Linked DNA regions of Capra hircus: region 1 is linked to region 2. The links are chromatin contacts, called in public Hi-C maps. All regions are on one chromosome and are shown on one strand. The core of a region is the stretch at or near the end of the contact, and the rest is flanking DNA. Distances in the headings are between cores, read along the strand shown. Region 1 overlaps RERE (arginine-glutamic acid dipeptide repeats protein). Region 2 overlaps RERE (arginine-glutamic acid dipeptide repeats protein).

Region 1 (5,387 bases), core at 1,119-3,618, 150 kb after region 2:
CTCTGTTGTCTCCAGAAGATTATTTTGACTTTGCAAATTGTTCATTTGATGAATCCACCTTCATATCCTAGTTAGGTTGTCTTTGGCCCTGATCCATCTATCACATCTGATAACAGTGGGGGGACTAGAATGGCCTGTTTGGAGGGCTCTGGGAGTTGTGATACCTGCCAAGGCCTGGCAGGTGATTGATGGACAAAGAAGGTCCTTCCTGTGTAATGCAGGTGAGTATGAAGTTATCCTTGTTCCCATTCTGGTTGGAAATAAGGAATATTGAAAAGGGAATCTCTGTACTTGTCTAATTGGTCATTAGTGAGTGCCTGTCCTTCTCCATCCACCCCATCCCACCCGCCTCACCCCTGCATTTCTCTTATGTTTTTATATTGTATAAAAATTTTTCCCAGGAAAAATATGGTCCTAGGAAGGACACAGATTGGCTATTTAAAATAAACAAAAGTACTGTATTAACAATCATGAAAGATCACTAGGAAGGGAAATTGACTTCTTGACCTTGAATCACATATATTTACATTTAGGATGGGCTACTTGTGTGCTGTTAATAGAATGAACCAGTGTCACTTCAGCAGAACTTCCTGTTTGCCTTCTGGTCTGGTGTCTGCCTTTTTCTCCAGTGTTTGTCAGTAATCTTACTCGGAATGTTTAATTTCAGTTCTGACTTTTACATTCATTAATTCTAAACCTATTGCCTGACATGCAGAGATCTGGAAATCCTCCCTATACAGAGAGAAGATGCTCAGTCGTGTCTGACTCTTTGCGACCTCATGGACTGTAGCCTACCAGGCTCCTCTGTCCATGGGATTTTCCAGGCAAGAGTACTGGAGTGGGTTGCCGTTTCCTTCAAACACCTTCCAGTCGAGCTGTCTTTTCTAAACCCACATGGTGATGAGTTTTGTCTTTTGTTAAACTCTTTATCTCCTTAAATTTACATGCACCCCTCATTTCAAGAAATCCGGGCCAGGTATGTGGACAGATCCATAATTCAACCCAGAATCGGCCTGTCTCCTTTCCTGCTCAGAGCCACTGAGACTTCACTGTAAGCAGATTGAATGTGCTGCTGTTTTGTGGTTTTCATGCTGGTGCCTCCTACCACCTGGAAGCAGTCAATACATTTCTTTCTCCTTAAAGAAAAATTGGTGGAAATACTTCCTTCCCAGTGGCTTCTTCTCTGTGTTCAGAAGTATATCCCAGGACACCTTCAGTTGGGGGGCTTTTCACCGCTTCCTTCTTCATTCAGCATTGTGTTAAAATGTCTCATTCATAAGCACTTTGACCGTTATGCAGACTTCCAGAGTCAATGATGAGGCATATTTGTTAGAAATACTTGATATGCTTCTTGAATTGTTGCAAAAGTGAAGAACTTTACCCCTAATTTGCTACTTGGTGTGTTATTGTATTGCTGTTAGGAGCATAATTTTGGATCTGTGAAAAGCAAAATTTATAACCAGCCTCTTAATTTAACTTCTCTCTTCATCTGTAAAACAGTGATAGTAATATCTAGCATTTATTGACAGCCAATCCACTCTACTTATATTCATTTATTTAATTCTCACAACCTAATGAGTTATAAACTATTATTTTCCCTCATTTTATGTGTGAGAGAACTGAGCTTTGGAGAAGTAATTGGCCTTAAGTCACATAGCGCAGTAAGTTGCAAAGCCATGAGTCAAACCCAGGTGGTTTGTGTTGAATCAGATGATCTCCAAGTTCATGCCTGCCTTTAATTGTGATTTTGAGCAGGTCTTAGTCTAGTGAAAAGGGTAAAGAAGATGGAGATTTCTGGTTGAGCAGTACCCATGGATCTGAGGCGGCTGAGGGAGCCAGTCCTGTGCTCTCTACTCCCTTCTGCTCTTCCTCAGTGCACATCATCAGCTTCTGTGGGAAAGGATGTTTTAATTCCTAAGATTCCTGAGGATGGTAGTGTTAGGTAACACCACTGTGTGATACAGAGGAAGCACGAGGGTGCTTTCCTCGTCCCACTTTATCCACTTGGTTTCATCTGTAGAAGAAGTCGTCTACACATAAGCGAATAGGGGAACCAGACCATGGAATCATCCTGTTCTGTCCCTCACTTGTCAGATGGCAGATGACTTCACCAAGGTCACCCCCAGCTGACTAGTGACTGTGGACAGCACCAAAATCCTAGGTTACCTGATTTTAGTCTAGAGTCTCTGAAGCAGCACAGTGCCTCCCTTTATAGACGTCTCATCTTCAACCAGATTCCCAGCCTATTTAGGAAGATTGTGTCCATTACAGCTATTTACATCCATTGGGAACTTCTGTCTTACGCTGAGCCTGCCTCCCTTTGTTGCGGTCCATCTGTGGAATCCAGAGTCTGGAGGCTTTGGTAGCACAATGCCGCCACTCCCTGGTTGTCAGGTAGTATTGCACTGGGAAATCTAGTAGGCTTTCAGCTCCCTTTGTAAAGGCTGATAATAGGAGTAGTAAATCCAAGTGCAAACAGACCAGAGTGGTAATTCTGTGTGGGTGGAGTCATTAAGTGTGTCTGGCTCAGAAGATAACACATATTATACCTCAGAGCATCAGAATCACTGGCTTGGTTCTGAAAAAGAGGCATTGTCTAATTGCCCATTGTTAATACTTTTAAAAAGTTATCTCCGTTACCTTTACATTTTCAAATACCTCATGTTTTTTCTGCATTTTTTGAGATGATCATGTGGTTTTTGTCTTTTGTTGATGTGGTTGTGTCACATTGATTGATTTGTGTTTGTTGAACCATCCTTGTGAACCTGGGATGAATCACACTTGGTCATGGTGTATGATCTTTCTTATGTGTTGTTGGATTTGGTTGGCTAATATTTTGTTGAGAATTTTTGTGTCTATATTCGTCAGAGATATTGGCCTGTAACTTTCTTTTTTTGTGGTATCTTTTCAGGTTTTGGTATTCATACGTCTTAGATGTGTTGCAGAAATACATAAAAGTATAAATTTTAGAATAGTGTTGCTAGAATCGCTGGTTGATCTGAATTCCTTTGTGCTCTATCAGGTAATTCATTCCTGTAAGTGTTGAAGCATCTGTTAGTAGCTGAGTGGGTAGATAGACATCACTGTCATCTCCTGGAAGAATCCATATTCTAGAGAAGACATCACTGACAATTCTTAGTGAAGTTCTTGACGTTTTCTGTGAAGCATTAGTTGGAGTCACTTACTATCAGAGGAAACAGTGCTCTTTGGGTACCTGTTCAGCTACAGTGTTTGTATGTGTCCTTTTAGGTAGTTTTCCATAATCCTGTTTTACAGAAGGGTAGATGAAGAGAATCTTAGTAATGTGCTCAGAGTCATGTGACAGGGAAGTGATGGAGTGGGGATTTGAACCCTGACAGACATTCCTTCACCTCCCTGTAGTCCATGTTCCCAGCACAGCAGTGCTTGAACCAGGGTTTAGTCTTACCATTGTGCTTTAGCTTTCCTTGAAAAGGAAACCATTAGACCATTGGTTTTCAACTGGGAGTATTTTGTACGGGAAGGGGAAGTTTGGCAGTGTTTGAAGACATTGTGGTTGTCACAGTGAGGAGGGAGGGGTGCCGCTGGCAGTGGCTGAAGGCCCAGGGATGCTGCCTCACATCTAACAGGGTGCTGGGCAGGCTGTGCAACAGGCTCATCTGGGTCCAGTGTCCATGGTTCTAGCTCAAGAGACCCTGTAGGGAACAGTGTGTTTACTTAAGTGGGTTTATCCCTGAGAACTGCCGCCCAGGCTCAGCCCTCCTGCCCTGGCGTGTCTCCTTCTGTCCCTGGTGCCTGCTCTCGTCTTGGTCTTGCTCTTCATCGCCCTGCCTTGGGAAGAAGCCACAGCCGTGTCCCACTGCTCTCCCATGGCCAGTGTTTTTGATCTCACTGACTGTGCCTTGGTCAGCAGTGCAGATAGAAGGCCCCATTTGTTAGCAGCTGCTGAAGGCCAAGCTCCTGTGAGATTCAGGTTCCTCAGCGTCCCACAGAATGCTTTCCTGAGCTGCAGGCAGGTGGACCACGTGCATGTATCTTGTGTGTGTCTTGTGCTTTCTCTATCTTTGTGTCTTTCTTAGATCTTCTCCTTTGCCTAGAAAAAAATTCACTGAAGTGTTTCCCATTTTCCCCCAGGTCAGATGTTGCTTCCTCCATAATCCCTTGCTGGAAGTAATTGCTTCTGTCTGTAAACTCCTGTCTATATATAAACTTCTATACTATATGTAACATGTATTCTTTTCATGCAGGCTACTGATTTGTCCTCCTTTTCCTACCTGCAGTATAAATAGTATAGAATATAAAAGTGCAAAATGGATAAAAACTAAAAAGTACCCGTTATGTAGGATTATTCTTTGTATGCAATCGGTTCTACTCAAACTAGTCATGATGCCCTGTATTTGACACAGTTAATTGTGAAAGTAAGAATCTTAGTGTGTATGGTATTTACTTTGAAACAGTTCTTCACATTTGAGTTCAGTCAAGACTTCTGGCAGTTGTTTTCGTTTTTCATTCTGGTTCTTCAAATGGCTAAGGTATTTTAGCAAAAATAGTTAAGAGCCATCCTGGCCTTTTAGTGAAGACTTCATATCTTCTCATTTATTAAACCTGAAGGATCTGACTTCATTAGAGAAAGCTCCTCTAACCTACTTTAGGCTTTGGCCATCTCTTTTATAAACATGAAGCATTTCTCAATTTTTTAGCTCTCATTCATTTCTGACCGTGAACTTGGGATGAGAAGGTAGAGGCTGCTGAGAGGACTGGTGTTGCCCTCATCTTGGGGAGGTCTATTACTGTCCTCAGCTCAGTTGGAGAAGTGTTTCTGAGGCCCTGAAAGCCGTAGTTTACTGCCATGCTGAGATGCTTCTCGGCCAGGAGCACGGAGGTGGTCCCCTCAAGCTCTCCACAGCCTTCAAATGGAAAGAGACAGTATTTGGTCCTTTACTCTTTGAATGAACTAGAAACAAGCTAACTTTCAGGGATAATATGGTTAAGTATGCCACACACATCTATAGGACCCTGATAACCATCAGACTCTTCCTTATTCATAAATATTTGTGTTAAGGTGTTCTATTCTCAGGACATCCCAAGATGATCTCCCCTCCACGAACTCATAGTATCTTCCTCACCAGTGATTTGCTGTGTTCATTGCAATAGAGCAATAAATGACAGAAAAAGGGAGGGAGGATATAATTCAGTCTGGGTGATTGGCAGTCCTTGAAGAGATCTGTTAGGTCTTGCTTGGTAAATTCTTTCTGATTTATTGCCCTTAATGGCTTTGACAGTGTGCTGAAAACAGTTTATAAATATTTGCAAAACAATTAAATCTTTTTTTTTTAACAATTAAATCTTAAGGTAGAAAAATTATGTATTCATGTAGTACTGCATACATCGTTAATGTTAAATTTAAA
Region 2 (4,872 bases), core at 2,197-4,696:
GTGGTATTGGAATACTGAAAGCTTGCTTATTACTGAACTGAACTGAATGGTTAGAATTTCATTACTACTAGTTTAAAAAGAATATCACAAGGAGACTCTAGAGGGCAGTGTAATTCAGCTTGTTCGTGTTTCTGGCATTAAGTTTAGCTTTGGAAAAATAATCCGTGTGTTCTGAGCTGTTTCCCTACCGCTCTGTGTCCCAGTTTGGTAGAATGTGAGTTTTGGAAACAGTGCTCCCAGAGGTTTGGCCTAGAGGATATAATATATCATAATTATTTGCCCTAGGGAATATCTGTGCTTGGTTTAAAACATATTCTCTTATTGATTGAACTAAATTGAATTGAATTTGCTTTTCAGGCATTTGTGGAACATTAAGCAAAATGAATGGTGTATCTTGTGTTTTCAAATATTTTGGGGTAGGAAGTAATGTACCCTCTATTAGAGAGTTCAGACAAGTGGGAAGAGTTTGACTTATTCTGGCAGTTGTTTAAACATTTCTTAAAAGTGGAAAGTTGAAGTTGGATGCTTGATTGGCAAATGTCTGAATCAAGGTTAAACTTTTCAAAACTCTTCAAATGTTTGCATTTAGCTAGATCCAAAGTCCAGTCACTATTTCCATCTAATTTTTAAACTTAACACATATTTTGGGGAAATCTGTATTTTTTTTTGTATTCATTTATGCATAAGTCAGGAGGTAGGGATTGAATCTGTACCCCCTGCCTTAGAAGCTGAAGTCTTAACTACCAGACCATGAGGGAAGTCTCAGATTTGAGGTTTTAAACTATTAGTTGTTAATGTAGGAAGTGGATTTTGTGATTGCATTTCCTGGTGTTATTACACCGTGGAAATTAGTATATTTAGTGGTTAAGTGTGACAGATGTACATTTGGAATTTTGAACTTTTAATTTTGACCTAATTAGAATGACCTTAAAAGTGTAGTGTTTTTTTTTTTTAAGGTTTTCATTTTCTTTATCTGATCTAGGATAATTCAGGTTTTCCATTCATGATTGAAATGAATGTGTTTGCTAGAGCACTTTGAAATTCTTGGGTGAAAGACCTTCTGTAAGCTCAAATACTGCAAATTTAAGAAACATACCATTATGGGGATTCTTTTTCTAGTATTTTTTCAGATTGGTTTATAGATACTAACTGAAGTATCGTCTTTTTAAAAAAAACTAATTTATTTTATTTTATTTTTTTTTTAAATTTTAAAATCTTTAATTCTTACATGCGTTCCCAAACATGAACCCCCCTCCCACCTCCCTCCCCACAACTAATTTATTTTTAATTGGAAGATAATTGCTTAATAATGTTGTGTTGGTCTCTGCCATACATCAACATGAATCAGCTCTGGGTATACATATGTGCCCTCCCTCTTGAACCTCCTTCCGACCCCATCCCACCCCTCAGGTTATTATGGGGCATTCATTTGAGCTCCCTGCGTCATTCAGCAAATACCCACCGGCCATCTATTATATTAATACATATGGTGATGTTTATGTTTCAGTACTACTCTCTCAGTTCATCCTACTCTCTCCTTCTCCCCACTGTGTTTACCAATCTGTTTTCTATTTTTGTGTTGCTACCCTGCAAATAAGCTCATCAGTACCATTTTTCTAGGTTCCATATGTATGTGTTAATATGCCAGAGTATTTTCTTTTTGTCTAGTTATTTATCTCCCCATTGCTCTTTACTTCAGTTTTGGAAGAACCTTTATTTTTACCTAGTTCTTAAAGAAACAGATCAAAAATTATTTAAATGACAGTGTCCCCCACATTTTCAGTAATGTTGAAACTGAAACACATTTGGAAAATAGGAAAATAGGCGTGAGTACTGTGTATTAGATTTGATTACTGGTACTGGGTAGTAGCTTCACCTGTATTGTCACCTGAATGCATCTTTCTTCCATATTAATCATGGAGAATAATATACTCTTCATGTATATAAAATATATAACACATCAAAGCTTTTACCTGAAATTGGTATTTAAAAATTTTCTAAGAATTTCTATGGTATATAGGTAAACCAAAGAGCTTTTTTAAAAAAATTATATGAAGTTACAAAGAATGTTCCTTGGGGGAGAAGGTTTGAGGTTGAATATTTGTTTACACTGTATCTAGAAATAGAAGCTTTAATATGTAGAGAAAGCAACTAAATCCTTGATTTTACAAAGGATTCAAGACACATCTGCTTAATTCTCAAAATTTGAAATTAACAGACATTAATTTTTTTGGTTTTATTCTAGCAAGTTAACAGACTATTACTTTGGTGTAGATAGTATTACTCAGTTTATTATTTTTTTAATGTAATTTGTCAAAGTCTCCTATTTTGAAATATATATGAGAAATTTTCCTTATAAAATACATTTTAAGTTTATTCCATTCAACATATATATTCTATTCAATATATGCACTCAATTTATTACTCACACTTTTGAAAACTTTCCTGTGCAGAATAACTCACCCCAGCCTTTGGAATAAATTTTATTTATTGTTTTCCCCTGACTTCATTCAATCCATTGTTTTGGTTTCTTGAGTTTACCCATTTCTCCATATCACTTCTCCATTTTGTTGATTTTGTATTTGTTCTTTTTGATGGCAGTAGCTCCTTTCGCTCAGGAGAAAAGATTTCTCAAGTCTGATTGTAAAATGTCTTGAATTGTCTTGTTTTACATGGATACACACCTTTGGTTATTACTTAAGAGAATCACATGTTATGGTTATATGGCAACCTCAGATCTGGGATATTTCATGAAATGGAGATATCAGCTGGTCAGTGCCAGCAAGAATTTATTTTCCAGGTCCGGATCTGCCCATCCAAGTGTCCTTTCAATAATCACACACCTTTTGACCATGTTACTGTCCACTTTTCTATAGTAACATGTTCCGTGAATCTCTGGCAGGAGCTAGAACAGGGGTGGGCAAGCTTTTTCTGAAGAGGGCCAGATGATAAATATCTTGTGCTTTGTGGGCCATGTAGTCGAGTTGCAGCTATTCAGCCTTGCCTTCGTAGCACAAAAGCATTCAGACAGTATGCAAGTGAACGGATGTGACTGTTTCCAGTAAACCTTTACTTATGGACACTGAAATCGGATTTTACACAATTTTCATGTGCTATGGAATGTTCTTTTTTTTATTTGGGGTCCCCCCCCACTGTTTATTATTATGGAAACCTTTCTTTCATTTATGGGCTGTACAAAAGCAGACGGTAGGCTGTTTGACCCTTGACCCATGTTTTGCTGACTCCCTGAGAAGCAAAGAAGAACCCAAAGAAGGAGGCACACAGAACTGGTTGCTTAATTTCATGCAGATATCCAGGGTTGCTTTTGTTACCATCAAAAATAAAATAAATGGGACTTCCTGGTGGCTCAGTGGTAAAGAATCCATCTGCCAGCGCAGAGGGCATGAATTTGATTCCTGGTCCAGGAATACCTCACATGCCACAGAGCAGCTAAGCCCTGTGCGCCACAACTGTTCAGCCTGTGCTCTGGAGCCTGGGGGCTGCAACTGCTGAAGCCCTTGTGCTCTAGAGCCTATGCTCTAAACAGGAGAAGCCCATGCACTGCAATTAGAGTAAAGCCCACACAACAAAGACCCAGCACAGCCAAAAATAAATACATAAAAAATAAATACATTTCTTAATATGAGAGGAGATATAAATGGTGTAATTCTTAGTGGTAACTTCAGCATTTGGGTTTAGTTATAATAGAAGATTAAAGGTGGTTTTCTCCTTCACATATTAAATGTGGAAAATTGTGACGAGCTGTGGAATAAAACTTCACTTAAACATTGTCAAAAGACTAGCATACACAGGAACTGTATAGATTTGTTTGATATGAAGGTTTCATTTAAGGGAAAGAACTGCCTTCCAGGCTGTTTTAGCTTGTGGTTTCGATCTTACTGTGTTCTGTCCCTGCCTGATTTGTGCAATCTAGTGATGGTGATTCAGAGCTCAAAAGTAGGTTGTCTCTAATTTTTATCCTTTCTTAGCATTAGAGTTTTCGGTTTTTAAATCTGAAATAAAAACCAAACTGTTGTCTCTACAGGTAGGCATTGCTTTCCTTCTGCTTAAACTTAAAAATACAGCCTGTTTGTTGGCTTTTGTTGGCACTGCATAGTGCTTGGACACTACATATTTCACAGCAGACATTTTTCCCACTTAACACTGTGAGCAGTTGGTTAATTTGAAGATCTGTTACTGCTGTTGATCCTTGCTATGACAAAAATCAATGTACACAGCACAGCCTGAATTAATAGGGCTCAAACTCATTAGGCCATGAAAATGGTTTAATCAACAGTGAACCCTTTAAAGACCTTGTCAGATAGTATTTTATAACAGATTCAAGGGAAAAAAAATGGTTAGCACCTAAAAATATTCTTTGTTTCAGAGTTTATATTCTTCCTTTTTAAAATTCTCTTGAATGACTTCTGGGGTTGTCCCTATGCTCTGTTAAGAGGAAAAAACCCCTATATTTGTATTTATTATGTTGGACCATAGCCATTCAATATAATTACTCATCTCTTAGTAAAAGCCCTTTCAGACACTGAAACACACTTTGTTTATTAATCCGTATTTCTCACTAGAGGGTATATTCTGTATGAGTGTTTAGATTTTCTTCCTCTGGATTCTCCTGCAGTTTTAGCCTTTTGTGCCTGCTCACCCTTACTTCCTCCTCGACCTCCTTCAGTTTGGTAATAGTTGGCTGATTTGATGTTTGTGGGGTGTTCAGAATTTGATGGCTGCCTTAGTGTGAATCAGCAATCCATTCTAAGCATCCTTTTCCTCTTGTGAAAGTTCTTATTGGATTGGACTGTGGATAGTTTGTGAGAGGTAGCTAAAGATCAAAGGGGAAACCTATATTGACTGATAATA

Evidence for each region. A called contact is a pair of places that touch in the nucleus more often than the background predicts.
Region 1: a contact with region 2 is called in a Hi-C map of blood, with 7 times the contacts expected there. The contact joins two enhancer-like sites. A contact is called at or near these places in 3 of 5 Hi-C or Micro-C datasets (blood and liver).

What each region holds. Positions count from the first base shown.
Region 1 is chr16:43,406,898-43,412,284 of ARS1.2, forward strand. All of the region lies in intron 4 of RERE (arginine-glutamic acid dipeptide repeats protein), which reads left to right. Among named protein-coding and RNA genes, the nearest start is that of TRNAE-CUC, 41 kb to the right of the region's middle. Within about 2 kb of position 2,369, at least 2 of the 5 cell types and tissues checked have an H3K27ac peak or open chromatin away from gene starts, as enhancers often do.
Region 2 is chr16:43,251,800-43,256,671 of ARS1.2, forward strand. The region is part of intron 1 of RERE (arginine-glutamic acid dipeptide repeats protein); the gene reads left to right. Among named protein-coding and RNA genes, the nearest start is that of RERE, 83 kb to the left of the region's middle. Within about 2 kb of position 3,447, at least 3 of the 5 cell types and tissues checked have an H3K27ac peak or open chromatin away from gene starts, as enhancers often do.